2 separate regions of the Triticum aestivum genome follow, and region 2 is linked to region 1. Evidence: chromatin contacts called from public Hi-C data. All regions are on one chromosome and are shown on one strand. Each heading gives the region's core, a stretch centred on a gene start, on an enhancer-like site or on the middle of the called end of the contact. The rest is flanking DNA. Distances are from core to core; before and after follow the strand shown. Region 1 holds the start of LOC123166334. Region 2 has its middle 89 kb from the start of LOC123164726.

The links. Hi-C and Micro-C count contacts between places; a contact is called where the count stands out from the background.
Region 2: a Hi-C map of leaf shows a contact between it and region 1, with 8 times the contacts expected there. The contact joins the enhancer-like site here to the promoter of LOC123166334 in region 1. A contact is called at or near these places in 3 of 5 Hi-C or Micro-C datasets (all in leaf) and 1 of 1 datasets of contacts at active chromatin or transcription factors (leaf).

The regions. Positions count from the first base shown.
Region 1 is chr7D:180,633,388-180,638,392 of IWGSC CS RefSeq v2.1, reverse strand. It overlaps LOC123166334, which reads left to right and starts at 3,601. Exons shown (of 3, transcript XM_044584119.1): 1 at 3,601-4,227; 2 at 4,549-4,702; 3 at 4,794-5,005. The coding sequence starts at 4,843.
Region 2 is chr7D:180,781,727-180,786,467 of IWGSC CS RefSeq v2.1, reverse strand. No RefSeq gene overlaps it. Among protein-coding and RNA genes, the nearest start is that of LOC123164726, 89 kb to the left of the region's middle. Within about 2 kb of position 1,812, at least 1 of the 8 cell types and tissues checked has an H3K27ac peak or open chromatin away from gene starts, as enhancers often do. A contact at or near this core is called in leaf, where this site is marked.

The DNA of each region.
Region 1 (5,005 bases), core at 2,352-4,851:
GATATGTACCTTCTTTGCATTTTATTATCTGGTTTGTAAAACTTTAACCATGTGGTTACTTGGCCTCTGCTGGTTTTATTAATTGAAAGTCTAAAAATCCTTGTGCCAGTTTCCTAAAAAAATGCACCACTCTAGTGTTTTTTGGAATACTATCCTACGAACGTTCCTGGGTGGAGGGAGGAGGATGGCAAAGGAACGTTTTTAGTGGCATTTTTAGGTGATAGGTGATGGCAATTTCTGCCCGTTTTTGCCGCAAAATTTCCTTCTTTCTAGAAACTGCCATGCATCTCTGAATAAATTACTATGTGTTCCTCAAAGAAGTGCGAGAAAAAATGTTTGGAAATGTCACCTCGCCCAGCGAACATTCACTGGCTATTAGAGTCTTTTTTAGCTGACTACTCTAGGGTCTTTGCGTAAGAGCGGCCCTCTGAAAAGCGAGGCGAGGGAGAAATATATGCAAAGTAAGGGCATCTCCAATGCCGCCCCCCAAACCACTCTTATCCGTTCAGACGCAGCCGTCCGGACCCTGAAAGCCATCCAACGGTGACCCCCATCGATAGCAGTATGAACCGTTGTTTTCCCGCAAACGCAAAATCCCCTACTCTCCTCTTCCCTCCCACCGCTCTCCGCTCAATTCCTGCCCTTTTTCGCTGCCGTCGACGCTTGGAAACGTATGAGAAGCTGCTGGGGATGGCAGTGGTGGAGGATCTGACGATCATGCTTGCGCAGAAGATCAACTCGGAGACATGGCGAAATTGCGGCCTCAAAGCGAAGGCAAAGGCGACACCACTCAAGAAGCAGAAGGTCGGCGGAGGTGGTGGTCGTGTAGGCGGCGGGCGTGGTGCATGGCGGAGTCTGGGACGTGGGCCCTCCTGTCGTCGTCGACCGTGCAGATGCTGCTAAAAGCCGGAGCATTACAAGACTCCGTATTTCTACGCCGTCACGGAGCTCAGTAGCCAGTCCCCGACATCTGGCGCCATGCAAGTGCCTTGCTGCGTCAACATGCGCGACGCCGCTACTTTTTCTCGGAGTGTGCATCGCCAGAGCTTATCCGCACGTGGACGTCGGGCGTGGAGCAGCTGGGTGCCCGCACATTATTCGATGGTATGCCTAAAGCATGTGAGCCAAGGTACGCGCCGCGGACAGGGGGGACTGTTTGAGATGATCCACGATGGAGGCGGGGGAGAAGGTTGCTACGAGGACAGGCAGGTGGATGACTTGGAGCCCACCCAGGTCGGCTCATACACCAAGCTGGGCTACACCCAGTCCAGCACGTACACCTAGTTGGGCATGCAGCCGAGCTACACCCACTCCGGCACGTACATCCAGCTGGGCACGAACACAGTAGCAGGGCTGGGCCACCGGAAAGTAGGAGGAGGACGACAAGGACGATGATCCGAATGATTTTGCTGCCGATCCAAAGAAGAAGGGTAGAGGGAAAAGCTTCAACATGTGGGATGACGATTTTTTGTGCGATGTATGGTTGGCCACTAGCATCAATCCGATCCATGGCACGGAACAAAAGAGCTCAACATTTTGGGCCAACATTCACTCTTGGTTCCATGAACACAAGCATTTTGAGCCTTACTCCAACGGGCTCATCAGCAACCATGGAGCAAAGTTTGTCAACCATTGATGGTACAGCGTCCAAGAGGCCATGTAAAAGTATTGCGGCCACTCGAGGCAACTCATCACACGGTGGCCAAGTGGTGCGCAAATCTCCGAGCAAATAAGTGTGTTCATCATTTGGCCAGATATGCATTGTTGTCTAGACTATTTGGACGGATATGCACATTGTTGGACGGATATGCATTATTGTCTAAATCATTTGGTCAGATATGCAACATGTTGGCCAAATATGCATTGTTGTGTTGGTCATTAGGCCGGATATGCATTGTTGCCTTGGTCATTTTGCCGAATATGCACATTGTTGGTCAGATATGCATTGTTATGTTGGTCACTTGGTCGGATATGCATTGTTGTGTTCGTCACTTTGGGCAGATATGCATATTGTTGGCCGGATATGCATTCTTGTGTTGGTCATTTATAGTCATTTGACAATGTTTTATTTTCTAGCCTTCCTGTGCATGCAATGTGTTCTTGAAGTTGCATAAGAAGAGCTTCACCGTCATGCATTGTTGATTGAGGTTGAATGGACAACCCAAATGGAATCTATTCATTGCCAAGATCGTCGCCTGTGGCACCGAGGAAGAAACTGATGATCCAATAGACCCAACAATAGAACTGCACAAGAAGGTTACAAGAGGGTTCCAGGGAAAGAAGTGGGAGAAGAAGAAGGGAAAGCGAGAAAGGGCGGCGACCAAGAGGAGGAGAGATTCGAGAACATCTTGGCGAAGAAGGGGGCATACTTCAAGTACTCTAATGTCAAGAAGGAACAAGGCCGACATGTTGAACATGTTGATGCCGGCGACCGAGAAGAAGCTCAATCTCGAAGAGAGGATGACCATGTTCAAAGAGAAGAAGGTTGAGACCGCAACCGCTTCGAACGACGCGAAGATGTTGACCTTGAAGATGGAGGATTTAGATGACGCCACAAGGATGATCGCAAGCCGTCCGTTTCAAGATGTTAAAGCGGTAGAAGGATTAGTTGGAGAGGACTGAGAATAGACGTGGCCATGGGCAGCCCGGCCCAGACGACCCGACCCGAACCGGCCCGAAAATCCCGGGCCGGGCTGAGCCCGAGTGTGACATCGGGCCGGGCTCGGGCCTGGAAACTGAGCCCGACGGGCAGGTCGGGTCGGGCTCGGGCCTGCACAAAACATGTTTTTAGCCGTAGTCTGGCTGGGCCGACCGGGCCGTGTCGGGCTTTCTCGGGCTCAGGCCCAATTTTGTAGACCCGATGGCCGGGCCGAGCCGGGCTCGGGCCTGGGTTTTTAGCACCGGGCTTTGTTTGGCCCAGCCCGGCCCGAGATATGCCCAGGTATAACTGAGAAGGAGATGACCAAGAAGAAGGCGGTGGAGAAGGAGGCGGTCGAGACAACGGTAGATTGAGTGTGAAGTGAAGGTTCAGATTGCCGGTTTGACAGGACATAAAATCCAATTTTTTTATGGATCGCCACGCGTATTAGCAGACATTCAGAGGATAGCTTTAGATGTCAGGCTCCCAGGTCCACGGATTGATCCTTATACGGTGTAAGATTTAGGGTCAGCGGTTGGAGATGCCAAGAGTTAAACTTGATGGAGGGAGCCTATGATAACCTGTTTACGGCGAACCAACCTGTGGTTGAAATGGTTAGGCGGACAGTGGTATCCCCAACCCATCAGAGTTCAAATCCTGGTGCTCGCATAATTCCTAGATTTATTTCAGGATTTCCGGCGATGCGCCCTCAGTGGGAGGAGACGTTCCCGTCGACGACGAGACGCCTACGGTGACTTCGTAAATCTCAAGTTGATATGCCGGCTCAGTCTCTCGGAGGTGCTCATAGGGGTAGGGTGTGTGTGCGCGTTTATAGGGGTGGGTGTATGCGCATGTATATGAGCGCTTGTGTCTGTACTGATGTTAAAAAAACTGTTTACGTGACGTCATTCCCTAATTTTCTCGTGACGTCAGCTAGCATACAAAATGACTAGTCGAGGAGCCCGGCGATCCAGGGGGGATGGATGGCCAGAGCGGGTTGGAACGCCCCTGTCGTCGTCGACGGGGGCCCCGAGCGCCAGTCGACGGGATCAATGCACGCTGCTGCTGCCCTCTCTAGGTCTGGCAGGATAAGGCAACCAACGACGGATTTAGGCCCTGTCTGCGGCTGGCCCGCCCGGCTCTGCTCCCCCCAGCAGTGCCCGTCTGGTGTTCGAACAAATGCCTCAGCGGCCAGCGGGGCGCCGGCAGCGGAGCTGACCGTACTAGCGACTGCACCAGTGCTGTTAGCTAGCTAGCTACCGCGGCCAGTACCTAACAACGGCACGGCAGTTAATGGCCGGAGAAGAGCCAAGTCACGAGCGGCGATGGGCGCTCCACGGAACAGTGGCTGCACGCCGGAGCTAAAACGTCAAAAGACGGAGACGCTCGAGGCGCCGAGGAGGTCGGACTCGGAGGTGACTTCGCCGGAGCCAAGTGGACGACGGTAGGACGTTCCTGTCAAGGTGGCTTCTGAACGCCGGTGTGAACCCACGGTGTGTGTGGTGGTCGTGTGCCAGTCAGCGGTCAACACACCCTCTCCGCTTACCATCGCCGTCCACAGATTCCATTTCACTGCCTCCTGGTACCAGGTACCCTACTGGCTAACTCTTGCTTATTCATGTGTTCCAAACCAAATTACCCAGCAACCCAGCTCGATGCCGGAGTATTTTACAGTTGAGATGCGTGTTAATTTGTTCATTATTGTTTGGTGTATTAGGCTCTCTTCTAACAGCCGTTTCTTGATATGACTGGGTCCAACTCCAACCTAATAAGCTATAAGATGATAGCCTGATACATTGCCGTGGGGTCCTGCCTTGTTTCTTTCCTTTGTTTAACTGACTTCACCGGTCTCCCCCTCTCTTTTTGTTCACTGTCCACACCTCCGTTCACACCATTATTGACGCCGGAAGAGCTCGGCTATCTTTGAAGCACACAAGGTGTCCCTCACTAGTCTGAGCAGCAGCCGTCGCTCTAGATACAAGCTCAAAGCCGCAACCTCAGCTAGGCTGACGGGGCAGCCATTCCGTGTGAGCAACTGAGCATTGCGAAGCTTCCCCATTCTAGGTATGATCCTTACTCTCTCTTCCTCTGCTCGGCTCTTCGACATGGATGCATAAGTTCCAGTGCCAATTTTCTGCCATTTTTCCGCTTGCAGTTAATCTTACCAGTTACCCTGATCTGGGTACAAGCTCAGAGCTCATGCCATGATTGAGGGCGGCTCACACATGCAGCCTCAGCCGGGGAACGCTCACACGGCGAACAGCGAGCAGCCCGAGCCGGCCACCACGCCGATGAACGGCATGGCTGCTTCGGGGCCAGGCAATGGCCAGATGGCAGATGAAGCAGCCGCCAGCGGAGCGACGGAGG
Region 2 (4,741 bases), core at 563-3,062, 150 kb before region 1:
AATACTTCCACACAGTGCTTAGTACCCCTAAAAAGACGCAGTGCTTAGTTTTTTTTGCCTGGTCAGACCATTCATCACCTTCGCGTGTAGTGGCTGGGCGGGTGACGATTTGCCATCGATGGCCTGGAGTTCATCTTTGAGGAAGCGGATTCAGGGTAAAATACTGTCGAGTCTCGCAATCTATGTTCCCCCTTGCAATGCTTTCCAACAAAAAATGTGTCTAGCTTTGTATTTGCAGCCATTCTTTGTCTACTTCGTCTGCACCTTATTGTTGGATCTGATTCTGATGAGATGATAATCTAGGATGTGTTGCAGTTTGGCTCCTAGGGTGGATGCCGGTGATCTTTTTTTGGGGGGGGGGGGGGGGGGGGGGGGGGGTGGAGTTCGTTGTTGCTTATGTCCACGAATCTCGTTCGTCCTATATTGATATTCAGGATCAAGAGATACTAGATTCAAGAACCTCTCCCCCGCAAAAAAAAAAAAGATTCAAGAACCTCTCCAAAACACCATTTTTCGGTTTGATGGGTTTAAAAAAAAACTAGCTGAATTATGGATAATCCAAATTGTTCTCTTCACTACTCGGAATAACCTTTGCCCTCCCTTTTTTACGCATGCATAGTGTACCTGATTTCTCATTATTTTCTGATCACATTTCAATATATATTTTTGGTTTGACAGATTTAAAAAATGCCTTCAAATTGTTTGATTTTTATATTAGCGATTTGAAAAACAATCATCCCCTAGTAGTAAGAATTCCTTACCAATTGAACGATGCATCCTCGTTATGTTCTTCGATGTCATATCATCAGTGTCTCTCATGTCAACACCATGCTATTTTGAGTGTACTAATCGGTGTTTTCCAGAGGTGAAAACCCAAAGGAACTCTAATAGCTAAAAAAACCAATTACCGGATACTCGCCAGACACAAGATAAATCACGCATACGGAATGATATCTTTTTTTTTGTACCAAAGGTTTGCAATCCGTATGACTATAAGTACCCTTCAATTCTTAAACCAGCCACGCTTACTAACGGAGTGTTTCTTAATCAGCACAAATAAGGTGCACGCTAGTATTTTATGATGACATTTTTCAAAAAATATGTAAAAAGGAATACTACCCTACCCGACGCCATCCATTTTTTTTATATAAATCGATTACACGCATCAGCTAACTCATTTGACTTTATTTTATCAAGCACCGTGCTATGTTGTTCAGAGATTTGCACCAGAACCCGGCCGTTTGTGTGCTTCGTATCATCACTCTAGCTGTCCAAGAGCATCACGTACTAGCACCTGCATGCATGGCCTCATCGGCGTGAACCCTTTCCTTGCGCTCACGCCGCAGTAGTACGTGAGCCGGGGATGGCAAGTGTGCCCGCACTGCTGTGCCGACTCGTGTACGTGAGCTGTCGATGTTTATTTGCCAGCAAATACGGGCACTGTGCAACAGCCACAACTGAAAATACGGTACCTCATACCCGCTTGGCGCTGATCACGACGAGTACTGAGGGATGTGATAACGGCCTCCAGGTAGCTCGGCCACCAAAGCGCATTTCCGTGAACGGCAGCCTCTATGTTGTACTTCCTTTGCAATGTCGAGTCACTTATTTTGGGACGGAGGGAGTAATTCTATAGTGCCGCCCGTTTCTGCTTCACTTCTTCACCGTCGAAGAAATGTTTGCGCCGCTCTCACGTTGCCACCATTCCTGCTTTTCGTCCGGTATCTTATTCCGAACGAAGTGGTCCTGTGATGTTTCAGTAAGTTAGGGTAGCAATCAATCAATCATGTATGTGTGCCTTGGTTCTCATCATCTACTGGTCCAGCCTTTGTTTGTCTCTGTCCTTTACAAGTTCGCAGCTCGCACCCAACTTCTTAAAGCCCACTTGAGCATGCCAATATTTCATCAGAACATAAACGTGGCTATTGCTGTGGGGCCGTCAAGCAACCCGGGCCCCACGCTCTTTCTGTATTCCCCCTTTTATTCTTGATGAATTTTCCTTTCTTTCTGTGCTTCTCGTTTGGGCATTGACTTCACGGGTCTTCTCTTCTCCTGTGTGCCATTCTTATATCCATTATTCTTTCCTTCCGCACTTCATACTACACCAGCCTTGGGGTATCTTCGGCTCCTGAAAGTATGTTGGGTTGTTCAGCTGGTCGTGCTTCTGGCCGTCACTCCTCATGCTATGGTTGATTGGTACGAAATGGCTACAAAATGCTTAATTTACTCAATGTATTTCATTCACATATTTTTAGAGCGAATTGCAAAAAACCACCACATTGAAGCGTAGGCTCGCAGAAAACAATCTTCTACAAATTTGTTGCAAAAAACAACGATTCTGGGCTTAATCATTTACAGAAAGTACTGACTCGTCTGTTTGGGCATTTTATCCCCGATTATGATAGGTGGGGCTCGATTTCGGTGACGTAGTATAACGGACGCGATCAACCGCCGCCTGACGGCGCTACAGTGACATCGGACGCGTCGGCTCGGCCAAAACCGGTTCCAATCGGGACTGGGTCGCCCTCACTCACTCTCTGTTCTTCTCCCCCGTCGCCACCCCTACCATCGGCCGCTGCCCCGCCGCGCCATGGTGTCGTGGAATGACGGCGAGATCAGTAGGGATTCAATCGATAACGTCACCTCCTCCTGCCACGGCATCATCAAGGTAAGTTATGTATAGCCAGAGCTAGGGTTTGTGAAATGGGGATTTTGGGAATGAGCTTGATCTGAAGCTAGGGCTTGCTTTGTTTGCTCCTGCAGTTGCCTACTACCATGCACGATCCAAATTTCAGCGACATTGACGCAGATGTTAGTGTGTTGTGCGAACATGGCAAGCCGGCAGAGCGCTTTGTTGCATTTGAAGCGATGCACACTGGCAGGAGGTTTCTTGGGTGTGGTGAGAAGGTATGCGTCGGAACCTGTTTAGTGTAAGGTGCTCATTGGCTTTGTTTACTACTTGCTGCTCATTGTTTAACCTAGTTAGTGCTTAATGCTTTGTTTAGCATGTTGTTTAGCTGTGTTCAGTGCTTGATCTATGTTTAGCTCTGTGTTGTCATTAGTGCATGGTACTTATTGTTTATTGTGACAAGTGCTTAATGCCTTGTTTACTGAACTTTGTTTGCTCCTACTTAATTAAAAAGTTGATGCCAGTGTTCATTGTTTACTGAACTTTGCAAGTGGTGATTGTTTATTTATTAATAATGGATATGTCATGTGCTTGGTGTATAGAACCCTTCCTGAACCTCTTTAATAAACATGTTGATGTTAGTGGTCATTGTTTACTATAAAAACCTCTTTATACTACTATTAGTGGGTATATCATGTACTTGGTGTACTGAACCTCTTTTATTAGTTTGTAGATCCCACTCACTTAGCTTATTCCTCTGTTTATTGTTTGTTTTACAGGAAGGCATAAACTATGGAGTAGTTCATGTTGGAAATATGCCCTAGAGGCAATAATAAATGGTTATTATTATATTTCTTTGTTCATGATAATTGTCTATTGTTCATGCTATAATTGTGTTATCCGGAAATCGTAATACATGTGTGAATATATAGACCACAACGTGTCCCTAGTAAGCCTCTAGTTGACTAGCTCGTTGATCAACAGATAGTCATGGTTTCCTGACTATGGACATTGGATGTCATTGATAATGGGATCACATCATTAGGAGAATGATGTGATGGACAAGACCCAATCCTAAGCATAGCATAAAAGATCGTGTAGTTCGTTTGCTAGAGCTTTTCCAATGTCAAGTATCTTTTCCTTAGACCATGAGATCGTGTAACTCCCGGATGCCGTAGGAGTGCTTTGGGTGTACCCAACGTCACAACGTAACTGGGTGACTATAAAGGTACACTACGGGTATCTCTGAAAGTGTCTGTTGGGTTGACACGGATCGAGACTGGGATTTGTCACTCCGTATGACGGAGAGGTATTTCTGGGCCCACTCGGTAATGCATCATCATAATGAGCTCAATGTGACTAAGGAGTTAGCCACGTGATCATGCATTACGGTACGAGTAAAGTGACTTGCCGGTAACGAGATTGAACAAGGTATTGGGATACCGACGATCGAATCTCGGGCAAGTAACGTACCGATTGACAAAGGGAATTGTATACGGGATTGATTGAATCCTCGACATCGTGGTTCATCCGATGAGATCATCGTGGAACGTGTGGGAGCCAACATGGGTATACAGATCCCGCTGTTGGTTATTGACCGGAGAGGCGTCTCGGTCATGTCTGCATGTCTCCCGAACCCATAGGGTCTACACACTTAAGGTTCGGTGACGCTAGGGTTGTAGAGATATTAGTATGCGGAAACCCGAAAGTTGTTCGGAGTCCCGGATGAGATCCCGGACGTCATGAGGAGTTCCGGAATGGTCCGGAGGTGAAGAATTATATATAGGAAGTCCAGTTTCGGCCACCGGGAAAGTTTCGGGGGTTATCGGTATTGTACCGGGACCACCGGAAGGGTCCCGGGGGTCCACCGGGTGGGGCCACCTATCGCGGAGGGCCCCATGGGCTGAAGTGGGAAGGGAACCAGCCCTTAGTGGGCTGGGGCGCCCCCCATGGGCCTCCCCCTGCGCCTAGGGTTGGAAACCCTGGGGGTGGGGGGCGCCCCACTTGACTTGGGGGGGAAGTTTCCCCCCTGGCCGCCGCCCCCCCTTGTAGATGGGTTCCAGGGCCGGCGCCCCCCTCCAGGGGGCCTATATATAGTGGGGGGGGGAGGGC